2 separate regions of the Triticum aestivum genome follow, and region 2 is linked to region 1. A link is a contact called in public Hi-C data. All regions are on one chromosome and are shown on one strand. Each heading gives the region's core, a stretch centred on a gene start, on an enhancer-like site or on the middle of the called end of the contact. The rest is flanking DNA. Distances are from core to core; before and after follow the strand shown. Region 1 holds the start of LOC123144142 (cytochrome P450 97B2, chloroplastic). Region 2 holds the start of LOC123144143 (cation-transporting ATPase HMA5).

The links. Hi-C and Micro-C count contacts between places; a contact is called where the count stands out from the background.
Region 2: a Hi-C map of leaf shows a contact between it and region 1, with 6 times the contacts expected there. The contact joins the promoter of LOC123144143 here to the promoter of LOC123144142 in region 1. A contact is called at or near these places in 2 of 5 Hi-C or Micro-C datasets (both in leaf).

Annotation. Positions count from the first base shown.
Region 1 is chr6D:138,290,510-138,293,916 of IWGSC CS RefSeq v2.1, reverse strand. It overlaps LOC123144142 (cytochrome P450 97B2, chloroplastic), which reads left to right and starts at 1,760. Exons shown (of 14, transcript XM_044563179.1): 1 at 1,760-2,153; 2 at 2,581-2,764. The coding sequence starts at 2,029.
Region 2 is chr6D:138,784,488-138,787,894 of IWGSC CS RefSeq v2.1, reverse strand. LOC123144143 (cation-transporting ATPase HMA5) reads left to right here and starts at 1,884. Exons shown (of 9, transcript XM_044563181.1): 1 at 1,884-2,262; 2 at 2,941-3,407. The coding sequence starts at 1,975.

The DNA.
Region 1 (3,407 bases), core at 511-3,010:
TTTTATTGCGCTAGAAGAAAAAAAAGATGCGGTGGATTAATTCCCACATCTAAAGAAGTGGATCGTACATGGGTAGAATCGTCCGGATCTGCCGCTACAGTCAACTGAAAGTTAGCACAATCCGTTAGTTAAATCTTGTTTAGTTAGATACGAAAGAGACTATAGTTTTTTTAGCGTACCTAGTTTGTTACGTGGTTGTTAGAGTCCAAGTCATCTTGGAAATTAGGAAACGAGTCGGGCTAGCCCGTGTGCCTGCCAGGTCGGCCGTGTACGAGGGTCAGTTTTTCTGGATAGGTTTATTTCCATCGATGGATAGATCAGCAACTCGGGGTATCTCCAAGCCGCCGCTGAATATTTGTTGATAGCTATTGAAGCTTTGTGATTTTGGTCTGAGATTGATTCTAGAGTTTCAATTTCTGCTGATCTGCCGAAGATCGTCCACGTACTTCCTCTCTCGGGTGTGCGTGTTGTTTTTGTGGCGATTGCATCTACAAGACCGCGAGCGCTACGCCGTTTCAGGTGACACTGTACCGTGAAAGATTGGGAAAATTATTCGCGCCATCGAGTTTCTGTCGACGTTTGCATCACCGATGTACTAGGGCTTAGGGCAAACCTCATCTCGGTGGCGCCGATTGCATCAACTCGGTGAGACCGAAGTGAAGCAATAGGGCAACAGGGAGTTGGTCAAACCATCTCGGTGAGACCGATCACAATTTCGGTGAGACCGGAATAATTGCAACAGACAACAGAGAGTTGGCAAGGCCATCTCGGTGAGACCGAGATCCGTATCGGTGTGACCGAACTGTTAGGGTTTCTAGCTGTGGCTATGTCATATGAACTCGGTGGTGTCGGATAGAAAGAACTGGTGGGGCGAGTTGAAGTTTGGGATTTTGACATATTTAGAAGGAGAAAGTGGTTGAGGGTATTTGGAGCAATATCACTAAGCATTTGAGCAAGCAAGCCATTAAGTAACACTCATTCCCTTTTAATTTTAATAGTATTGACTTTCCTATGAACTCAGTGTGATCTTGGATCACTAAAACAAAGATGAAGAGTCTGGAGCTTTTGCCAATATGCGTTTTTAGCATTTTGAGGGGTCCACATTGCTAGTTCATGCCATGCCATTCATTGAATTACCTGAAATATTTATCTTGAAAGGATATTAGTTTAATAAGCTATATATTGTTATGAATTACCAAAATCATTCAGGAATTAGTTGCACTTTCAGGAGGCCAATGCCCCATGAAGCATCCGAAATTTTTTCCGTGATTTCTTCAAGTAGGCGTCCAATTTGCAACCTCAAGTGTTTCATATTTCTAGGGATATAAATGATATCGCTCATAATGTAGCTTACCAGGTTCTACGTTTGATATCGCTCTTAATGTAGCTCATCAGGTTCTACGTTCTAATGTTGAACCTGAAATATGTTGCTTTGCTTCAGCTCATAGACATATATCTTGCTCTATAGTTACTTTCCTAGCTACATTTCAGGTTCAGGGCTTTGTAATTCATGATGTAAGATGCTACTGAGCTGAATGAATTTGGCGCTTCATGTGCCTTTTGTTGTTAAAAAAAAGTGTGGGTAGCTCAAGTGTACATGCGTGAGCTAATTTTATGGGCTCTTGTGATGATTTTTCGCCTGGTTTGCCTGTGTTTTAAGAAAAAGGTGTTTTTGCTAGGAGGAAATTCCTCGTGGCTGTAGTGGAGCACCCACAGCCTGACGCGTGCGGTGTCGTGCCACCTCTGGCGCTAGCGGGCGACCCACTGGAATCCAATAAACACCGGCCGTGCCACGTTCCGTGGTCGGCGGGCAACCGGCGCTCCTCCGACCGACCAGACGCCACCGTCCTCCGATCCGACGGACGCCACGTGATCTCCAACCAGCGGCGCGGACGGCGATCTCACATGGCGCGCACACACTAGTCTAGCCACGCTACCGGACGAGGCACCTTATCTATCGTCTGACTCCGCCACGACGCCAGCGCCCGTCGAACCTTCTCCCGCTGCGAGAGTGCGCGCTCCAGCGCCATGGCCATGAGCGCGGCCACCGCCGCCACGCTCCTCCCGAGGTCCAGCACCGGCACGCACCGCCTCGCCTCCTCCTACCCCTCCTCGTCGGCAGCTCACGGGAGGAGCCGCCTCCTCCCCGTCAGGTACAGAAGGCATCCCCAGCCTCACACTCCACACCTCTCCACTTAGTCGGCCGTGTGCCCTGCCCACCAGGCGTTCGATCGATTGCCCCTGCACTGTGTGCCCTGCTAAGCCCCGTCAAATTATAGCTATTTGTTTGAAGTAACTGCCAATTTAACTCTGTAGCTGCCCACGATGAGCAGGCAGCTTAACTCTGCCCATACATCCTTCTTCATTTAGTACAGTACATTAATTAATAATGTTTGGTGGTCTATCAGCTCTCTGTTGGTTGACGCATTAATTGATTAAGATATATAATGCTTGGTGGTTTCCTTTATGTGAAACGTGGTACTCAAAGAATTTGGTAGTGCCGGCGCCTGCCAAATTACCAGGTTTTGTTTTTGCAGAGTACAATATGTGCCTAGCCCCTTACTGTTGGTGTTTATGCAGATGCCAGTTGCCCGGAGTTGACAAAACCACCAAGCCTAAGAGGAACTTGTTTGACAACGCCAGCAACCTTCTCACCAATTTGCTCGCTGGCAGCAACCTCAAGAATATGCCGGTTGCCGAAGGTGCTGTCACTGACCTGTTCGACCGGCCCCTTTTCTATTCGCTCTATGATTGGTTCCTCGAGGTGCTTATCCCGTTCTGTCTCGTGTTGCTTACTCTTTTTATTGCAGTGCCTTGTTCTGCTTACTGGAAGCATGTATTAGTTGCACTCTGCAAATAGTAGATAAGTGTGACGTGTGTACATGATGTTTGAGTGAATACTTACATGATATAATTCCACAAATTTGGTACTCTTGACCAGATGATCACCTGCATGGTAATAATCTGGTTACCATTTTCTAAATCCATGTTCAAACCATATTTATTTGAATCATGTCATCGATGTTTTTCTGCTTCAAGTATCCTTATATGCACTGTACATTGCTAATCATACCCTCTCAGAAAACCTTCTGTTTGTTAAGGTCTCAGCTTCAGGTTGAAAAACCGCCTAACGTCATTTAAGAGGGCCTTCATCAACATTAAAATGAACTAATCGATTTGGTATATCTGTATGCACCATGCAAGTCATATAACATGTGGCCTCTCACAGCCCCATTCAGAAATGCTTCACTTGCATATAAGAGTGAAACATTATTTTTGTATGAGCTGCATGCGAGCAGAAAAGTGGCAGTAGCAGAGCATAACAAGGTCAATACTAATAGTTTATGTATGATCTTTTTGATCGAGTTGTGCTGCTGTGATATGATAGAATTTTCATTTGGTTGTAA
Region 2 (3,407 bases), core at 635-3,134, 490 kb before region 1:
ACTCGTCTACTTTCGCTGCACTCCGGAGTCGGTAACGATCATTGATCCAAACCCGGTATGCATCTTCATATTGTTCCTGGGTGTTCGTAGGGCGAGTTTTTGTGTTTTCTACTACGTTTCCCAACACGTAACACACGACACTGCAACACGGTTTTCAGTACCGTAGAGCAGTTGTTGGCACTGTAGTGTATTTTCTTTGTTACTGTAATTGGTTAAAAAATAACTGAGGAAATTCTGAAAGAGTGAACATTTTTCAAGTTTTTTGATTTTTTAAAAAACACAGACATTTTTCAAAATTTCAAACGTTTTTGAAAAATCAAACCATTTTTAAATTTTGAAGGATTCTTGAAAATTATTCAAAATTCAAAATATTTTGTTTGAAAACACGAACAATTTTTGATAATCGGAAACCAATTTTGAAATTGGATTTTGTGTGTGAAAATTTGAACATTTTTAAATTTCAAAGATCTTTGTAAACAAGAACAAATTTAAAAATTGAACTAAAAAAAGAAAAGGAAAAGAAAAAAGAAACAATAAAACCGGCAGACAAAAACAACAGATAAAAAACAAAAAAACAAAAAAACCTAGACAGAATCTTCTAGAAAGTTCCTAGAACTAGAAAACCAAAGTAAGTATCTTAGAAAATAGAAAGTTGTGTATGAGGTAAATGGGCCGGCCCAGTGTGTCGCTCACATCGCTGCGTCCCTTTGACTAGCCCGAATTCCCAAAGAGCTCCCCCATAGAAAGTTGTGTCGCTCATAGAAAGTTGTGTACGTTCAGGTGTCTGAAGAAAATCTACTACTAGTACACATTATATTCTACTCGTATGATAAGGGAGTACTCCTACTTGGTAGCCGGATAGCTCCCACGGAACCCACGGTAATAGACATCGCCGTGCCATGAATGGAAGGCGACAACGGGAGAACTTCTCTGTCCCGCGTGTTCCTCGAGGGAAAGAAAACATCTCCATCGCAGCATGATCATGATGGGCTCGTGGACGCAGAAAAAAATCTTCTACATCCGAGAGGATCACATCACATCGGCTGAATTCTAAGCTATTTTCGGGATTGGACTAGATGGATCGAAGATGGTATGGTCCCCATGCATCGACCAAGGCTATCCCCCTGCCGCTGAAATGATGAACAGATCTACACGTTCCCTTGTTTGCTGAGACATGTTGTTGGTTGTTTTTGTTGTGATCCAAAGGCAAAGACGGATAGCACTATACAAGCTAGGAGTATACAGGATCCCAGATCAAATCAGAGCGGACACTGAAGCTTGTCTCCTTGAAGCTTTTCTTGGCCTGCCAAGATTGGACGGAAATGGCGTAATAGGTCTAGCGAAATCCCGGACACACGAGCAGATGGCTGAAAACGATGGCATATCAGCAATCAGCGGTCCAGATGCAAAGGCGACCCGATTTTCCAGAAAAACACGGGCCAAAGAACCAAATTGGATTGGATTTCTGAAAGAGTCAATCTCTCTGAACAAAAAAATACAGCGGACTTGCATGCGTATGTGTAGGCCTGACGCAATCGCCGGCTGCTTCCGGCGAGTGATAGAGCGAGCTCATGCTTTGCGTGCAAGGTGCAACCTTGTGTACGCCGCTAGGAATAGGATTGATTTGCAACATAATACTTGACGCCGAAGTTTTCCACACGTTGAAAGGAGATAATCCAAACGTACGGACGATCGAGTCAAACCATATCACGAGGAGATTACTAATTAACGCCAGTGTAACGCCCCCGGATTTGCCGGCTTACCTACCCACCAAACCAGCACTATCCGCAACATTTTCAGAAACGCCCCCGAAACCCTCGCGTGATCTCGGACCGACCCCTCATGTCTCGCACTATTACACCCAGCGCCTTTCCCGGCCCACTCGGTCGGTCTCCCCTCCACATTTTCCCTTCCCGTTCATTCCCCTCCGAATTATTGCCTTGCCTCGCCTCGCCACCCCCGTCTCTGACGGCCATGGCCCACCTCCAGCTCACGGCGGTCGCCGGCGGCCGCGACGACGAGATGGAGGAGGTGGCGCTGCTGGGGTCCTACGGCGAGGCGGAGGGGCCGAGCTCGCGGAAGGGCCAGGAGGAGGAGGAGGCGGGCATGCGGCGGGCCCAGGTGCGGGTCACGGGCATGACGTGCTCCGCCTGCACGGGCGCCGTCGAGGCCGCCCTCTCCGCCCGCCGCGGCGTGCGCAGCGCCGCCGTGTCGCTGCTGCAGAACCGCGCCCACGTCGTGTTCGACCCCGCGCTCGCCAAGGTTTGGTTCCGTGTGATCCCTCCCCCTCCCGCTCCCTCCTTCGCCTCCGCGCGCGCTGGAGATTTGGCCTGGGATCGCGCCCCTGCGGTGAATTCTGGCGCGGTGGCTTCGAGTTTGTACGATTATAGCGCTCTTGTTGGTAATCAGCAGCGGAATTGGTCAGCGCGAGGCGGGAAACTTAGCTGCGTTTTGTCGGTTATGGTGGTTAGGATGCGAAACCAACACTCACAACTCGTGCTGTAGCTGCTTCATTTTTGGCTCGCCTGTCCTTGTTCTAGCTGGCTGTTCCAATTGATTAGTCGTGTGGGTTGAGTTTGTGGGACACTCTGCGTTGCTTTGTCGGGAATCGAGTCTAGCGTGTTTGATAATCATGTGGATTGTAACCACGTTTACGAAAAAATATCGGGAGATTTTCGTAGTGCCAATTGTAAAGGTGCAGTCCTAGTACTGGATCATAACGATTTTCATGGTAATTTAACTGGTTCCCGAACAGGACCATGAAGCACCTGTACTGTAAACTTGCAATTGCAAACAACCTCTGAAAAAAAAGTGATGTTAGGTCTGTTTCAAAGATCTCAACTCTCCACGACGTTGCCAACCTGTAACCTTTCTTATTTAAACTAACTTGCTTTTATATAAAGTTTCTGAAATGGACCTGACAGTGTTTGTTGTATTCAGGAAGAGGACATTGTAGAAGCAATAGAAGATGCTGGGTTTGAAGCAGAAATCCTCCCAGATTCTGCTGTTTCTCAGCCAAAGTCACAGAAGGCTTTGTCAGGCCAATTTAGGATAGGGGGGATGACTTGTGCTGCCTGTGTGAACTCAGTTGAAGGGATCTTAAAGAAGTTACCAGGTGTAAACAGAGCAGTTGTTGCATTAGCGACCTCATTAGGGGAAGTTGAGTACGATCCGACTGCTATTAGCAAAGATGAGATTGTTCAGGCTATCGAGGATGCTGGTTTTGAAGCCGCACTGGTACAAAGTAGTGAGCAAGATAAGGCTTTATTAGGTTTGATAGGATTGCATACAGAGAGAGATGTAAATTTATTGTATGATATCCTGAGAAAAACAGAAGGCCTGCGGCAATTTGATGTAAATTCTGTACGGGCAGAAGTTGAAATTACATTCGATCCAGAAGTAGTTGG